2 separate regions of the Pan troglodytes genome follow, and region 1 is linked to region 2. Evidence: chromatin contacts called from public Hi-C data. All regions are on one chromosome and are shown on one strand. The core of a region is the stretch at or near the end of the contact, and the rest is flanking DNA. Distances in the headings are between cores, read along the strand shown. Region 1 has its middle 520 kb from the start of SULF2. Region 2 holds the start of SULF2 (sulfatase 2).

Evidence for each region. A called contact is a pair of places that touch in the nucleus more often than the background predicts.
Region 1: a contact with region 2 is called in a Hi-C map of induced pluripotent stem cells, with 3 times the contacts expected there. The contact joins the enhancer-like site here to the promoter of SULF2 in region 2. A contact is called at or near these places in 2 of 7 Hi-C or Micro-C datasets (induced pluripotent stem cells and stem cell-derived neural progenitor cells), 1 of 1 datasets of contacts at active chromatin or transcription factors (stem cell-derived excitatory neurons) and 1 of 1 other capture datasets (stem cell-derived neural stem cells).

The regions. Positions count from the first base shown.
Region 1 is chr21:54,571,866-54,574,565 of NHGRI_mPanTro3-v2.0_pri, forward strand. No RefSeq gene overlaps it. Among named protein-coding and RNA genes, the nearest start is that of SULF2, 520 kb to the left of the region's middle. Within about 2 kb of position 1,351, at least 6 of the 24 cell types and tissues checked have an H3K27ac peak or open chromatin away from gene starts, as enhancers often do. A contact at or near this core is called in induced pluripotent stem cells, stem cell-derived neural progenitor cells and stem cell-derived neural stem cells, where this site is marked.
Region 2 is chr21:54,052,129-54,054,828 of NHGRI_mPanTro3-v2.0_pri, forward strand. It overlaps SULF2 (sulfatase 2), which reads right to left and starts at 1,272. Exons shown (of 20, transcript XM_054675020.2): 1 at 693-1,272.

The DNA of each region.
Region 1 (2,700 bases), core at 101-2,600, 520 kb after region 2:
TGCCACCTTGCCGTTTGGTGCAGTCATGTGACTGGTGTTGTCTAAGACATGTGAGTGGAAGCAGCGTGTATCATTTTTGAGCCAATGTTCGTTAAACCACTTTAGCTTCCACCTGTCATGGTGATTTTCTAGAAATGTGTCAAGATGAAGGCTGGGGCCCTGAGCAAATACAATGTGCAGACACCACTGCATTCACAGAAGGGAAACATAGCATTTGAGAGAATTAGCTGTTTCTTATTTTAAGCTACTGAGATTTGGGGATCTTTTAACTGCCCGTAAGCCATCCCAATTAACACACAGAGTCATTTACAAATCATTAAAGCCTCTGATGTTAAATCTGTGAATTGAAATGTTCTACAATGTGCAAATCACTTTGGTAACTTTTTTTTTTTTCATCTGGAAAAACTCAGTCCTTCGTCAGCTCTGAATTGTGGTGGTAAACTCCTGGGTTCTATCTGAAGTCAAATACCAAGGAGAAGGTGCAAGCTTCGCCTTCTGGAATAAATTCAGTGAACTGCCAAGCTTCCATTCTCTCTCCTTGGTACTTGACTTCAGACAGGACCCGGGAGTTTACCACCACGATGTTTCCTGCTGCCTGCTGTAGCCCTCTGAGCCCTGGGTCTGTGCTCACTGTGCTGATCCTGGCGACCATGACCTCTGTGACATTTCTCAAAAATCCCATTTTCTGCTTTGACCTAGGGTCAGAGACACACTCAATAAGCAAGCCTGGTGTCCATCAAACGTTGCTTTAAATAAGAACATAAACTTAAAGGTCTTTACAAGAGAAATGGCATGTGCAGCTAATGGAGACCAGAGAAAGAGTTATTAGTCCAGGAAATCGGGAAAACTGATTAGCAAGACGAAAGGACATGGCCTGAAATCCAACTAAGCAGTGACAGATGCAGATATTATTCTGCAGGTGTCAGTTCATCCTGCTTAAATAGCAAGGCCTGAAGGCTGGTGGGATCCTTCACTCCTTTACGTTGACAACAACAAAAAAACACCAAAACTCAAATTTAGATAATCATCAATTGCAGAACAATTAAAAATTATCTTTGTAACCAGAAAACTATTTTTCTCTCCCTGCCTGTAATTGTCTGCCCTTTGTCTGAGGCCTTAACAGATCAGAGGTCAAGCATTCTTAAGCTTTGAGTGGAACCAGAGCACTCAATCCAGCATCAAAGTCCTGAATGAGGTCGGCTGCTCCTGGAAAATTTTTGAAAGTACACGTCATCGCATTCCGATGATTCTGGCCTTAAATTTTCCTTCCATTTCTTAGCTGAAGGCCTAATTGAAAACACCCAAAGCTAGTTGGGTGCTCTGTCTTAAAGGTAAAGAAGGACACCTTCAGGAGAAAGGAGGGAAGAGAGCTGATAGCTTGATGACTCTTCTTGCAGAACCAGCTGAATCTAGGGACTGAGTAGTAGCCGGCCACGCAGTATAATTTTAGGGACCCTCTAAGTACCACTGGACTGCTGTGTGCCTTCAATACTACCATTATTGCTCCTTTCAGGTGAAGGCACTGAATACTCCTTTTAAAGTAAAAACATCATATAATTGGAAGATTTAATCAGTCAGCACTCTTGGTTGCTTGCAACAGAAAAGGAGTTAAATAGCTTTAAATGAAAGAATTTTATTACATCGGTTGACTAAAATGTGCCAGGAATGCCTTGTTCGTTGCAGGCACAGCTGGATCTAGAGGCTGCAATGATGTCATCAGGTCCGGACGAGTGTCTCCTGGCCTCTTGGCTCTTCTTTTTCCCTCTCAGGACCATTCTTAGAGAGTATCTCCTATCATGGCTGAGGACAGATTCAGCCCGGCAGAAAAGAGCCTCTGCTGCTCTCAGAAGCCACAATAAAAGGCCTGTTGCATCTCATTGGCCCCAAGTGTGTCACATGCACCCAGGCACTGGAACATTCATGGCAGCTTTGTTTGTCTGTGATCATGAAAAACACAGAGCCAGCCCGGATGTCCACCAGCTGGAGCTCATGGCGTGGAGTACTCTACAGAGGTTAAAATAAACTGGAAAAGTGGTCATGCATGAAAATGCAGTGAAAGTGAAATACACGAGCATAGTAAACCTAAAGTTCAGGTGTGATTCTCAGAGGGAGGGAGGCAAACGTGATGGTGGAGAGTTACACTAGAAGCTTCCGCTGTACTTGTAAAGTTTGATATCCTTTGTGAAATGGTTTGTTGCAGAATAGTTTTCTATGCACCTAAAATGCTTTTAAAAATTCAAGCCACAAATACCCAACCCACACTCAGCGTATCATCTTTGCCCTGAAATGATGTCTGTCCCACGTGAGTCTGTGCATCTTGTTAGATAACCTCAGAAACATGAGAACACTCGACTCGTTCTCCTTAGCAGCAGGCTCCTGCTAGCTCCGTTCTCCTGGATCCCTTTGGATTTGTCTTGCTGGGTTGTTGGGGAGTGGAGACGCCCTCCTCCCTGAAGCGTTTCCTCATATGGTGATTTGTCTATTGTGCATCAGTCAGGATCCCGGGAGGACCTGCAGGTGCAGCCACCTCCCCACAGGGACGGAACCAGATCCAGCTGCCCAGAACCAGGAGACCCAATGTCAGGTGCAATTCTGTGCTGGGATCTGAGTGGAACCACAGGTCTGTGCAGCAGGAGCTGAGAAGCTCATGACTACAGAGAGAGGCATGGCTGGGGACCCATTGCCTCTGCCCCATCTCCA
Region 2 (2,700 bases), core at 22-2,521:
AGCGCGCACGGCCCCGGCAACCTCACCCGGAGCGGGGCGCCGCCGCCGCCTCTGCCGCAGCCCGGCCGGGCCGCGGGGCGCAGGGGACTCCGCGCCGCCGCTGCTGCTGCTGCCGCCGCCGCTGCCGCTGCTGCATCCCCCGGCGAGCGCTGCTGCTCCTCCTCCTGCCTCCTCCCCGCCCCCCAGCGCCGCCGCCACCGCCCCCGGCCCCCGCCCCGCGCGCCGCCCCAGCCAAAGTCCGGCTCCGCACCCCGCCCGGACCGCTCTTAAATCGCCCCAGCCCGGCCGGCCGCGCTGCCCCAGCCAGCCCCTTGGCACGGCGCTACCGCCCCCCGCTCGCCTGCCCGCCGGCCTCCGCGCAGGGGAGGCGGGCGCGCTCCGGGGCGGGGAGCGTCGGGCCGGGAGCCGCGGACGGCTGGGGCCCGGGGCGCGGGGGGCCCAGCCGCGGTGCCCTCCTCGAGCCCTCCGCGCGCTAGCGCTTTTACCTCCGGCCTGGGGGACGCGCGGCCCGCGACCCGGCCCTGCCTGTCCCCGGCGCACGGCCCCGGCCCCGAAGTCCAGCTCCGGACGGGGCAGTGAACGCAGAGCTGGGGTCCCGGCGGCTCTCGGCCTCCCGATGCCTCCGGACTCGGCTGGCCGCGCTCCCGGCGCCGAGCGCGCACCCTCGCCGGGACACACAGACGCACACTCACCCGACACACTCTCGCTCCCGCTCGCCCTCGGCGGAGAGTTGAAACAGATGTGGGATTCGCCCAGGAGCTGGAAACGAGGGAGGGAAGCGAGCCAGAGCCTTGTGTGCACGTGTGTGTGCGTAACACACAAACCAGGGGGCATCGCTAATAAATCAAATATCGTGATAAATTCAGGAGGGCCATCGATCAGGTCCACTTGGCTGGAAACGACGTGAATCTGCCTCTTTTCCGCATTCTTCTTCTCCTCTCTCGGAGCTGGAGGGAGCCAAATGTTCCGCGGGGAGTGCGACAGCCCCGGCCGGGCGCTCCCCTCGTAATGACACGTTAATAAATGTTTTCTTTTATCTGCTTTCACAGGACTCGCCCCGGTCTGCAAACACTCGACTGCCTTTGCCGAAAGCCTCGCGCTCGCCTCCAGCCACACACATTTGCCATTGGAGAGGCCGGCGCCGGCCGCGACCCGCAGCTCAATCGCAGGGCAAACCGAGCTGCCTGTGCGCGCCCGAGAACTCCCCGAGAAATTAACTTGGGCTCAAGTGAAAATAGCAGCTGTTGTCCAGAAATGGCCCGGGAGTAGCATAGAAAGGAGAAACCGGCTTCCTCCGAAAGGGGAGGAATTCGACTCAAGGGGGTGCTGTCTACCGTGGTTTCTGCTGTCCCTCGCGCCACAGAAGAGGCCGGAGGGGGACCGGCCTGACGCGGGTGGGCAAAGAGCGGGCAGAGAACTCACCAGCAGCTGCAGAAAACACAGCCGAGTTGCTAGCTAAGGGGAAACAGACGCCGCTGTGGGAAAGCACTTGTAAACAGCAGTAACTTATTAAATCTTGTGACAATCTCACACAGTAAGTTACTATGCCCGTTTTACCATGGAAACCAAGAGAGGTTTAGTAACTGTCCGAAGATCACACAATTATAAGTGGTGGATCCTGTGAAGCCAAGAAGCCTTAGCTCCCGGCTTATGCTCTTAAATCCTAGGATGTTTTTACTTTTCAACCTAGCATCTCCTTTCTCTGATATGATCCTCCATGGTAGAGTTGTCAGACTTAACAAATAAATACAGACATCCACGGGGAGGAACTTAGTACTAAAAAATCATTCATTTTTAAATCTGAAATTCAAATCGGATCTCCTGACTGGGTTTGGAGCTCTAGGCTCCTCCCCATAACCTCTGTTAGCCACGCCAATCAAGTTAGAGCCTAAATAAATCAGAAAAACCTTGAACTTGCTTTTCCAAGTCAGGTGCTGGCCCTACCTTTGGCATCACTGATAAGGCTGAACAGCTCCCACCTTCTTTGCCCTGGGACAGAATGTCAGGCTTCACCATCATAGACCGAAAAATAATGGAGACCCCTCTCCTTCCGCCTCATCTCTGCAGAAGGACATATATATCATTTAGAATTTTCTAGTAGTGGCATTAGAAAGTAAAAAGAAACAGGTGAGGGCCGGGCACAGTGGCTCACGCCTGTAATCCCAGCAGTATGGAAGGCCGAGGTGGGCGGATCACTTGAGTTCAGGAGTTCCAGACCAGCATGGGCAACATGGTGAAACTCCATCTTTACAAGAAATACAAAAATTAAGCTGGGCATAGTGGCATGTGCCTGTGGTCCCAGCTACTCGGGAGGCTCATGTGGGAGGATCACTTTGAGGCTGGGAGGTGAAGGCTGCAGTGAGCCATGATTGTTCCACTGTACTCCAGCCTGGGTGACAGAGTCAGACCCTGTCTGAAAAAAGCAGGTGAAATTAATTTTAATATTAATAATACAGTTTACTTAACCTAGTATATCCAAAATCGATCTCTTCAACATGTAATCAATATAAAATTAATGAGATATTTTTACATTATTTTTTCTTACTAAGTTTTGTAATCTGGTGTACATTCTAAACTTACAGCACATCTCAATTGGGACCAGCCACATGTGGCTCAGGGGTCCCATGCTGGACAGTGCAACTCTGGCAGGTTCTGCGGTCAATGGCTGTTTCCACCGGGTCATTTCATGTAATCCTCCTG